Linked DNA regions of Rattus norvegicus: region 1 is linked to region 2. Evidence: chromatin contacts called from public Hi-C data. All regions are on one chromosome and are shown on one strand. The core of a region is the stretch at or near the end of the contact, and the rest is flanking DNA. Distances in the headings are between cores, read along the strand shown. Region 1 overlaps Nedd4l (NEDD4 like E3 ubiquitin protein ligase). Region 2 holds the start of Nedd4l (NEDD4 like E3 ubiquitin protein ligase).

Region 1 (5,390 bases), core at 554-3,053, 57 kb before region 2:
GATGGTCTGAAGAGGTGCCCACAGCCTGAGCCAGACTCCCTGACTCTGCTGGGTTACATGGAGAGGGGACACTCAGTCTGCAGATGAAATTCAAGTTGCCAGTCAGCTGACCTTAAAACAGAAAGACCCTCCTTGATTATGCAGGTGAGCATGACGTAATCACAACAGTTCTTTCTTGAAAGTAGGAAAAGAAGCCTGAGCAAAGGGGACGGACAGACAGCTGTAGCCATGAGTGTGCGCGGAGATGGCTCAGCGGCCATTAAACTGGAAAGGGGGACCTTGGAAAGCAGGCACCTCCAGAAGCTGAACATTCGGGAAGTGCTCTCCTACAACCTCAGGAAGGAATGTAGCCCCCAAAGCACTTGATTTTAGCTCAGTGAACACATGTTGGAACACACATAAACACACAAATATAAACACACACACACACACACACACACACACACACACACACACAAAGCAAAATAACAGATCCCTGATGTTTTCAAGCTGCTACATCTGTGTACAAGTGTCCCCAGGCAGAGGAACCCATATGTGTGTCCACATAAATGTCTAGTTTCTCCACCAACCAGAATGATGTCTACTAATCTGTGTCAAATGCTACCCAACAATGCATGCTGCATTTGGTAACCCCAATAAGAAAAAAACGTACTTTAGAAACAGGCTTTCTAAGGCCTTCCAGGGATGCCAATAGCAGAAGCATCTTCCCCTACAATTTGTGAGTGCCATACCTAGCAGACTGGACCCAAAGCAAACTCTGCAGTTTCCAAATGTACCAGAGCAGGAGCAAGCCATGAGGACACATTCTCTAGTTCAGCTGCTGCATTATCACTGCACAAGTTCCCTCAAACAGTCATCTAAGATATATCTCTGCAAACTCTAAAAGAGGTTTCTGCCTGGCCCTTATCAAAAGAGGTGTTCATTTTCAATTTCTAGCATTTAACTGTTCTATGTGGTTGTGTGGGTGTGCTTGGCGCAGCACGTGGGCGTGGCGTGGCGTGTGGGCGTGGCGTGTGGGCGTGGCGTGTGGGCGTGGCATGGAGTGGCGTGGCGTGGCAGCCGGTGGACAGCGTTCGGGAGTTAGATTTCACCTTCCTTCTGTTGAAGAAGGGTCTCTCTCATTTCTCCACTGTGTATCTCAGGTTAGCTGGCCTGTACACTTCCAGGCAATCCTCCCGTCTCTGCCAGCCACCTTGCTAGAGGAAGTCCCAGACTGCAAATATGCCATCATATGTGGTTTCTCGCATGGGACCTGGCAAATAGTTTCGGGTCCTCTGATTCACACAGCGAATTAACCATTCAGCCAATTCTCCAGGCTCACGTAAAGATTTATCCCAACATCAAACACAAGCAGGCAGAAGTGTCTGAAAGCCCGTACCATCAAGGAAAAGGAGACTCATTAAAAAGGAAGCATCCCCAGTACCGCCTCGGCTTCAGTCCACCCCTCTGGGTTCTCACGTCCTTGCCTCTGTCCACACACCTCCAATTCCAATCCATCTGTTACTTGGGCACCAGTCATGTAGTTTTGTTTTGTTTTGTTTTCCAAATAAAACTGTATCTATACGCCCTTCCCACACCACGCATACATATGCACACGAAATCCAAAACCCGCAAGAAGGTATATACTCTGAAATGACAGCCAAAGGTGTGACAGCAAATGGATAAAGTGACTGCGGTCTCCCTTTAGCAAGCGTGTGCGGTGTGTATGAGGTTCTGCTGTATCGTGACTTGCTGACAGTACAGCAGCCACTTATAGCTGCGTCACCAGAACACAGGAGGATGGCCTGTATGACTCAGCCCAAAACTCGCTAAAGACCAGGGATTTTTCTGTTCTATCACAGTCCCGTGGGACAACAGTCATCTACATAGAATGTCACAAAACTGCCTCGTTAAATATGCATTATATATGTATTACACACGGGGAAAGACTTCTTCCTCGCAGCCCTGTGCAATCACATCCACACTAGTTCTTTTACCATCTGGCCCTAGCTAGCCCATCTACTCCAGGAAGGCACAGGCCATCTGCTCTGTCACCACAGAGAGCCAAGCAGGCATGATGCCAGGCTGGCTACTCAGAGAGGTCACAGGGCACTGCTCTCGTCTTTAGAAACCATCGTCGTTTGGGTTCCTAAGGTGAACTCCCTTCGTGACGGGTCACAAACAGACTTCCCTTCCCAGGGGTCTGTGAGGTCAAGATCAAGGCTCCTGAAGTTCCGGTGTCTGGGGAGGGACGCCTCCTGGCTCACAGCCAGGTCTCCCAGCTGCAGCCTCTGAGGGTCGGGAGCTAACGGGGCCCCTGGGGTCTGTCTTTTTTCAGGACACTGGCCCCAGGAGAGGGCTCCTGGGCTCACCACTTCCCAAAGGCTCCACCTTCTCACGTCACTGCGGGACAGGATTTCGAGGTTGTGGGGAGACTAAACATTCTGCCCACAGCAGAAACCATATGGTTCGACAATATGAAGTCAAATATAGACATTGAAAAAGCATTTTATTTTTTTTTACCAACTACAAACTAGATTTAAAGAAAAAAAGACAAATAGAAACTTACCTGAATCCTTCCCCCTCATCCCTCTCCTTCCTCCTCATCCCTCTCCTTCCCCTTCCCTCTCCTTCCCCCTCATCCCTCTCCTTCCCCCATCCCTCTCCTTCCCCTCTACCTTCTCCTTCCCCCTCATCCCTCTCCTTCTCCCTCATCCCTCTCCTTCCCCCATCCCTCTCCTTCCCCCTCTACCTTCTCCTTCCCCCTCATCCCTCTCCTTCCCCCTCTACCTTCTCCTTCCCCCTCATCCCTCTCCTTCCCCCATCCCTCTCCTTCCCCCTCTACCTTCTCCTTCCCCCTCATCCCTCTCCTTCCCCCTCTACCTTCTCCTTCCCCCTCATCCCTCTCCTTCCCCCCATCCCTCTCCTTCCCCCTCTACCTTCTCCTTCCCCCTCATCCCTCTCCTTCCCCCTCATCCCTCTCCTTCCCCCTCATCCCTCTCCTTCCCCTCTACCCTCTCCTTCCCCTCTACCCTCTCCTTCCCCCTCTACCCTCTCCTTCCCCTCTACCTTCTCCTTCCCCCTCATCCCTCTCCTTCCCCCTCATCCCTCTCCTTCCCCCTCACCCCTCTCCTTCCCCTCTACCCTCTCCTTCCCCTTTACCCTCTCCTTCCCCCTCTACCCTCTCCTTCCCCCTTCCCTCTCCTTCCCCCTCATCCCTCTCCTTCCCCTCTACCCTCTCCTTCCCCCTCATCCCTCTCCTTCCCCCTCATCCCTCTCCTTCCCCCTCTACCCTCTCCTTCCCCCTCATCCCTCTCCTTCCCCTCTACCCTCTCCTTCCCCCCTTCCCTCTCCTTCCCCCTCATCCCTCTCCTTCCCCCTCAACCCTGTCCTTCCCCCTCTTCCCTCTCCTCCTGACTCTTCTTTTCCCTCTCCCCTCCTTCCCCCCTTCTTTCCCACTCCCCTTTTCCCTCCCCCCTCCCCCTTTCTCCCCCCTCCCCTTCTCTCCCTCTCCCTTCCCCTTCCCCATCTCCTTCTCCTTCTCCCTCTCCTCCTCCTACTCTGCTTCCAGGCATCAGATGCAATCTGACAAGCCCCCTCAAGTCCTGCTGCTCTGTCTTCCTTGTATGACGGACAGAACCCTCAAGCTGTAACCCAAAAATAAATCCTCTCTGGCTTTGACAAAAGAAGCCAAGAAGCAGGGTAGGATCAGCCAGTCCGCTCAAACTCCTTGGGTGAGCTCTAGGCCAGTGAGAGACCCTGCCTCAAAAGACAAGATGAATGGCACGCAGGGAAAGACATCCCTGATCATCCTCTGGCCTTCACGTGTACCTGCATCTATACAGCCACCCCCAGGAACACATTCCAACACATATGGGCGCACACAATACACATCTGCACACGTGTGCGCACACACACACACACACATACAAGTGACAGGATATAATTTCACATTAAAACCGTAATACACGTCTCAGTTTAAACCTGAGTCTAAATCAGAGGTTTTGCAAACTGATTAAGCTAAAGAGTCAAATACTTAAAAAGAAAAAGAAGCTCATTTAAAACTGAGTAGGCAGTGGAAGTGTTGCCTTTTAAAACACTATCGTGTAGACATCTCTCAGTAAGCAACCATACACTATACATCTGCCCCAGTTAAAAACAGCTTAAGCTACAAGTGGAAAAACGCAAACATATGGGAGAGAAAAACTGCTCTCCACTATACTAGAAGTGACAGAAAACAGCCCATGACACTCCTAGGACAGCTATACTCAGACACACAGGGCTCTCGGCCATGACACAGGAAATCTGGGAGCCCTTATCTGCTACCAATGGGGATGGAGAGTGGCAGGGGCTCTTTTGAGAACTGCCTGGTAGTTCCATGGACGGTCAATTGTGGACTTCCTACATGATCGAGGAGGCCGATGGATTTCTAGACACAGAGCCAAGGCAAGTGCATATCTCTGTGTACAGAGACCTGTCATGAGCGAGCCTGGGGCTACACACAGTTTCAACACTCGGGAGGAGGCTAAAGCAAGTGGACTGCTTAGGCTGAAGCCAGTTTATACTATATATTAAGACCTATCTCAAAATAATTAACTAGTTAATTAACTAATTTAGTGACAATCCTGCACTATTTTTAATAGTAAAAAAAAAAAAGTAAAAAAAAAAGTAGAAGCCCATTGTCCATCAACATAGAAAGCAGTACCTTACAGTGTCCACATAGTTTGCACCTTCAAAAATGGCACAGCTTTAGAATATACTGTAGCCCATACTGTGGATATGGTTTGATGACTAAAAAAGAAATGGGGTACCAATACTTGCTTCAATGGTGTGGATAACCCCAAGGACTCTATGTTAACTGAGGTTGTCAAGGACCACACAGGGAATGATTTGGTTATTGGAAACAACCAGAACAGGCTAATCTAAAGCCTCAGGTAGTAAGTTAGCAATTGCTTAAAGGCAAGAGAAAGGGGTGTGGGGGAGACATGGAAATTGATGGGTGTGTGGTGCTAACCACCTTTGTGGGATAACAAAATATTCCAAAATTAAAACGAGGGTGTCCCAATGGGACCATGATTTTAAACAACAACGAAAAAAAAGTCAATTGTATTCTTTATTTCCTTCTCTCTTTTTTAAGATTTATTTATTTATTATATATAAGTACACTGTAGCTGTCTTCAGACACACCAGAAGAGGGCATCAGATCTCATTACAGATGGTTGTGAGCCACCATGTGGTTGCTGGGAATTGAACTCAGGACCTCTGGAAGAGCAGTCAGTGCTCTTAACCACTGAGCCATCTCTCCAGCCCCCTTGTTTCCTTCTTTGAAATAGGGTCATGCTGTGTAGCCCAGGCTGGACTTGAAGATCAGATCTCCCTGCCTCAACCTCCAGACTGCTGAGGTTACATAC
Region 2 (5,989 bases), core at 2,590-5,089:
AAGGGAGATCCGTCCTCACACCTTAAGAACTAGGGCTGTGGGACCGACGGGTCCACTCACTCGCTGCATGTCTTTCCTGCAGGTTTTTTTTTTTTTAAGCGCTCTTAGCTTCCATTCCTCAGCCAGAAATAACAGCGTACCGTAGGGTCTCTAATGAAGCGGAAGTTAGATGCCATATGCTTAAGGCTTGGTACTTGCGTAGCCTTATTTGTACAGAATGAGAGACACATTCCAAGTTCCAGCTCCGGCCATTTGCCTCATTCGAGCCACCAAAAATATGCTAAGTGACATATCCCATCATTTTGTTTGTTTTTGGGTTGTGGATGTTTGCTTCTTGGTTTGTCTGTTGGCATTTAGTCGAGGCTGGCCTCAAGCTCACCGGCCCTTCTTCAGCTCCCTAAGTGCTGGGACACCACAGCGCATCTTTTCAAACGGTTGTCATTGAAACCCTGAATCCAATAGAAACTCTCCCCGACCCAGAGAAGACCCCTGTCTCAGGTGTAATGAAACACTTCAAAAAAGTAACAATAGCAGTCTTGAGTAAACCATGCCAGCAGGCCCTCAGATGGCCACAATTTTAAGTACCAACAAGAAGAAGGCTCTTCAAGGACCCAGGCCAGTTGCAGAAACTAGTCCAAGCCGTTCTGATTCAAAACCAAATCTGATCCTCAGCCGTGAATAAGAACTGCTGTTCATTACCCAATCCCTTTCAGCACCCAAACTCCACGGAGGGAGCTTTTGATTTTGGTTCCCGAAACCGAAATGATTTAAATAAGAGTGAATATGAATTCTAAATCACCCGAAGACATTCAGCTGCAAAGCGTGGCAAAAAGCTGTGTGGCATGTATGCCCACAGGAGCAAAACCTACATCCCAACCATTCTCCCATATACATGTGTATACTAGCCAGACCTCAGCCCGATGACCCCAAGCAGCAGCATCTTGGCTCTGCTATCTTGCTAGGTTCTAGATTGGCACTATGCTTGACAGACAGTACAGAGCTCGCCAGTGCTTTATAAGACGGGGCATGACTAAGTCCATTCCAAATGCAGAATGCTTTCTGGCACCATCAAATATAAACACAAGTCTACTCACAAGGAAACCCTGGGTACCCTCCACTTGCAGAGAGGTTTATAAGTGGACTCCTTTCTACAGCTAAACAAGCACCCTCGCGTGATACTTGTGGCCCACTGGTACACCCTTTTTAACACTTGGCAAGCCTGAGGTGCTTGGGCATTCCACATCCAGAGCCTGTTAATTGCTGGCCTTTGTTTGCTTCCAGACTAATTCCGGAGACAAACCAAATACATTTAATAAATCGATATTAATATTATACAAAGGCATTCTGCCTGTCTTCAAGGGCCCCCCTGAACAGAAAGAAACCTCCCATACCAAACAGATACCTTAGAAATATGAAGGCATCCATTGTCTATTGGTAAGAGAAAAATGAAAAGAGGTAGGTGAGGCTTATTTTGTGTCATATGTGATGTGTGTAACTAAACAGAACCGTCAATAGCAAGGCGATACCCAGATAAATTGTGTATTCTATCCCCTATCCAGTCCCTCTGATAACAGGAGGAGGGGAGAGTCACAGGCGAGCCCACACACACTCGGTTCCGTGTCTGTGCTCTCCACTTTCACACCCCACACCGGTCAAGATCTACAGGGATTCTCTGGAAAACAAAAGTGGCAAGATGCGCCCTGAGGTGGATTCTGTCACAGGCTGTCATGGTAAACAAAGCAGAGATGGACGCAACAGTGACAGAAAGAATTCCTTTATGCAGATACATTTTCCAAAACAGTCTCAAAATGTTCCTTTCAAGGAGCTTTTAAAAATAATCCTGTTATTTTTTAAAAAAAAAATTAAAGAGAATCTAAGATGAAACACAGCTGTCTTCAACTCCCTTGATACCTCACCCAGGAAGCCCTTTGTTTAGGAAGGGCAGAATCTCAGCACCTCAAGACATCTGACTGCTCTCCAGCTCCAGATAAGGAGCTAGGAGGAGACTCCCCTAGGTAAACAAAACAATTCTACTTTTGCCCATCTCCAGGTGACTGCACGCGCACACACACACACACACACAATTTATTCTACACAAGCAAATCAGAAACACACCACACATTACTTGCATTGTGATCATTCTTTGATCACAAGCAGTCCAGTAAGCTTATCCAGCACTATCAAAAAATAAAATAAAATCAACCCCTACACGCCCTGCCTTCCACAAGATACCCATTTCATTCCACACTTAGGTAGAACACACACACACACACACACACACACACACACACACACACACACCCCATGCCAGCAGGGAAAAAGCAAAGCCACAACGTGAGCCTGTCTCAGATAATAGACTCCCTTTAAACCCCACCCCCATCACCAGAGAAAGAGGGAACCTCAGAAAGAAAGGAGGGAGGGTAAGAGAGACCGAGAAAGCCCAAATTTCCAGGCATCCACTTTTCATGAAATGCACAACCAGGATAGGAAATACCTCCCTGCTGAGTAATGCTTCATGGGTTGTAAATTCACCTCTCGAAAGGGGAGCCAGACCTGGGCGCGCACCCCGCCAGATGGTGAACCACTCCTACCTGCTCCATCCAGCCTGCCTGTCACTCCGCGCCCGCGACAGGCCTCCCACCCCCCTTTTTGGCAGAGCAACACACCAATAAGAGTCGAGAATGGCTGGTCGAGTGAGGGCTGAGCAGTGATTTAGCAGGATCGTTTCAAAAGGGGGAGTGGGGACCGCGATGAGCGAGTAGGGTTTTTAAAAACAAAGCCCTCTCCAGTCAAACCGACCGTTTGGGGGTGTGGCTTATTTCATTCGTTTTATTAATAAAAGAGATCAATGGAGCTTTCTTCTCTCCACCCACCCCAGAGATGCCGGGCTTTGAATCCTCCGGACCGGAGAGAAATGGCAGGGTTGCAAGCTTCCCCTAAGTTTCCTGCAGCACCTGCCTCCTCCCCAGATCACCTCCACACACCAAAATAAGAGACTCTGAAACACACAATCCCAGCTCCAGACTTTGCAAGAGCAGGGTCAGCCGCACGCAACTCTCCGGTGTCCCTCACTCTTGCCGGGATCTGCACACATCTGCTACGGAGCGCCCATTAGCAAGAAAAGTCCCGGGGGAAGACACCACTAGGCTCCTTAGCAGCCCCCAGATCGCCGGCACCACGCAAAGACCCCTGCGGCCACCTAGACGTGACACACGTCACGGACTCCGGGTTGCAGGAGCGTAGTCCAGAAAAGTTGCCCAACCGCCCCGAGAGACAGCTTGCAGAGGAAAGGGACCCGCGGGGCAGCGGCGCACGCGGCCTCCGCCCACCCCGAGAGCCACGGGCGAAGCGCACCGCCCGGGTGAAGAGGGAGGACCAAGCCACCCACTGCCCGGGACCGCTCGGGATCACCCGTAGTCCCGAAGCCCCTGCTGGCGGGGGACGCTCACAGCAGAGTGGGCCCTGTCCCCTCCTCACAGCGCTCTGGGCAGGAACTCACCTCCTCTTCCGAAAGTCCGTAGATAGGCTCCCCGAGCCCGGTCGCCATGGAGCCGGCGTCCCGCGCGGGGTCCTAGACGCTGCGACGGGCTGAAGTGCGTCGCGGGGCCGCGACCCTCTGTCCTTCTGCGCCGCCCGGCGGGGAAGGGCCGGCAGGTGAGGCTGCACCCGGCCGCGGCGCCGCTTCCTCCCGGAAGGCTGCGGAGACGCGCGGACTGGCGGCTCCGAGAGCGCGCCGAACGGCAGCTGGCCCGGAGCTCTCCCCTCTCTGTGCTGAGCCCGCCGGGCTCCCGCCCCGGTTGATGGCTCTCCCGGCCTCCCCCAAGCCCGCTCGGCGATCCCCGGGACCCGCGCGCCCGCCCCTCGCCTGCTCCGCCCGGCCGGCTCTCCCCGCCCCGCCTGCGCCGCCCGGCGCCCAAGGGGACCCTCCCGCTCGCCGGGGCGGGCACTCGCGCCCCCCAAGCCAATCACAGGCCGGGCTGGGGGGCGGGCCGCGGGGGTGGTGGTGTTTCGCCCCACGCCCACCCCACCCCCGCGCCTCCTGGGTCACCCGGCGCACAGTGCTGAGCTGGGGCGCGCCCTGGCGGGCTGGGCCTGCCGGGTTGACCCTCCTCTTGCCCCGCTTCTTTCTGTTTTGGGTACCCGTAGAGTGGACCTTAGGGGACCGTGAAGACACCGTGAAACAACAACAAAACCACTATGCCCGTCTTTTTCTCTTTTTCTTTTTTCCTTTTTAACACAGAGTCTCCAGGAGCTCTAAAAAAGAGCGAAGATGCATGTTTCTAGACCCCCTTTAAATTCTTGGCAGCTATGGCAGGCCAGACTTGGCTAAGAGCTTCAGCTCACCAAAGCGATTTTCCTGGCCGGGCGGCCAGCCTTGGAGAGGCTGCCCCGGTGTGGCCGTGAGTCGCCATTGCTGGTGTCAACTCAACTGGGAACAAAACCAACTCTGCGCCCGCGCTAAGTACACACCCACCCACTTGAAACCGGCTGCCTAGTTCTTTGATAAAAGCTCGTTTTGTGAGGCACAACGTGAAATACCAAATTCAAGTTTAAGTTTGTCCTTTACAAACGCAAACGATGGAGATGTCTTATTAGCCACCGTAGGAATCTTCCCACGTTCCAGATAGGGAGTTTCTCTAGCAAGCCCTTCATTTAATCCTTCGATGTTTAGGAATTCGTCACTCTACTTTTTTCAAGAAGTCTTTCCTAGGAGAGGGGCGTGGCGGGGCGTGCCTTTAATCCCAGCACCCGGGAGGCAGAGGCAGACCGGATCTTAGTGTGTTCGAGGAACAGCTAGGTCTGCATGGTAAATTCAGGACAATCAGCTATACAGAGAGACACTGTCCCAAAAAAAAAAAAAAAAAAGGAAGCCGTTTGCTCCTTAAATTTAAATGTTGAGTGCAGTGGTAAATTAGAAAAGAAAACAGGAAGAACATTTTGTTTGTCTTTAAATAGAAAGCACCAGAGTGTCTGGTATTGTCTGGGTGCTTAGGATTTTCACTGAAGGAAGAGAGAACTCACAAGATCAACTGACTCAGCTCGCCTGTCCCTGCTAAGCGGCCAAGTACTTGCTGTGCACCTGCAAATCAAAACGAAGGATGTTGCACCAGCCCCAAACATAAGTCCTCTCTTTTCTCCATTGCAATGTGTCCCAATGTGATGACTTTCCTTTGAAGTCAGCCCCATGGAATCAGCACACTGCTCAGAGAGGGAAGGGGGGAAGGAAGGAGGGGGAGGGAGGCACGGGGGTGGGGGAGAAAAGCTCCTAAGTATGGTGGAGAAAGTTTACTATAAATATGTGGGAGAGCATGGCCAAAGACAGGGACATCTGGGAGAGTCCGGAGTGGACATGACCCTGAGATGGGGGACGGGGTGGGGACACAGGGAGCAACTTCCAGCCAAGACAGCCAGGGCCAAAGGAGTAGATGAAAAAACCGGGTAGTTGGGGGAAAGGAAGCCCAGCCCCTGGGCTGGAAAACTTTAGGGTACTGAGTGGGGGTGTGCTAACCATACCCTGTAACAAGTAGGGACTGAGGGATGCTGGGAGACCAGAGAACCTGTCCCCCCCATTGACTTTGATATGTTAAATGGGCACCTCAGCCATCTGTCCTGGGTTTGAGACCTAACATGAGCCCTAACATGAGCCCCTCAATCCCTACTAAGAAATAAAAATTGTGAAAGCACACATGTCATAGGCCAATGCTGTCCTGGGCTTTTTCATGCCAAGGATTTCCATGAAACCTATGTTATTTTTCTTTTTAATAAAAGGTACACACACACACACACACACACACACACACACACACACACACAATTTCAGACGACCTTCTATGTGTCTATGACCCACATAAATGAAAGTCATTGCTTCTCAACATATACGAGCAGGCCTTTGTCAAATTTGCAGTTCACGTTGTGTTATGGGGCAAGGGCGATGAACTCTTTAAATTTCCTGAAAGGAAACTGTTTCCAGGGGCTTGAGAGATGATTT

The links. Hi-C and Micro-C count contacts between places; a contact is called where the count stands out from the background.
Region 1: a contact with region 2 is called in a Hi-C map of Schwann cells, with 7 times the contacts expected there. The contact joins the enhancer-like site here to the promoter of Nedd4l in region 2. A contact is called at or near these places in 12 of 12 Hi-C or Micro-C datasets (the A7r5 cell line, the Rat2 cell line, Schwann cells and 7 more) and 1 of 1 datasets of contacts at active chromatin or transcription factors (oligodendrocytes).

Annotation. Positions count from the first base shown.
Region 1 is chr18:60,716,969-60,722,358 of GRCr8, reverse strand. All of the region lies in intron 1 of Nedd4l (NEDD4 like E3 ubiquitin protein ligase), which reads right to left. Among named protein-coding and RNA genes, the nearest start is that of Nedd4l, 56 kb to the right of the region's middle. Within about 2 kb of position 1,803, at least 20 of the 93 cell types and tissues checked have an H3K27ac peak or open chromatin away from gene starts, as enhancers often do. A contact at or near this core is called in the A7r5 cell line, Schwann cells and prefrontal cortex, where this site is marked.
Region 2 is chr18:60,661,820-60,667,808 of GRCr8, reverse strand. It overlaps Nedd4l (NEDD4 like E3 ubiquitin protein ligase), which reads right to left and starts at 3,839. Exons shown (of 31, transcript NM_001401320.1): 1 at 3,500-3,839. The coding sequence starts at 3,547.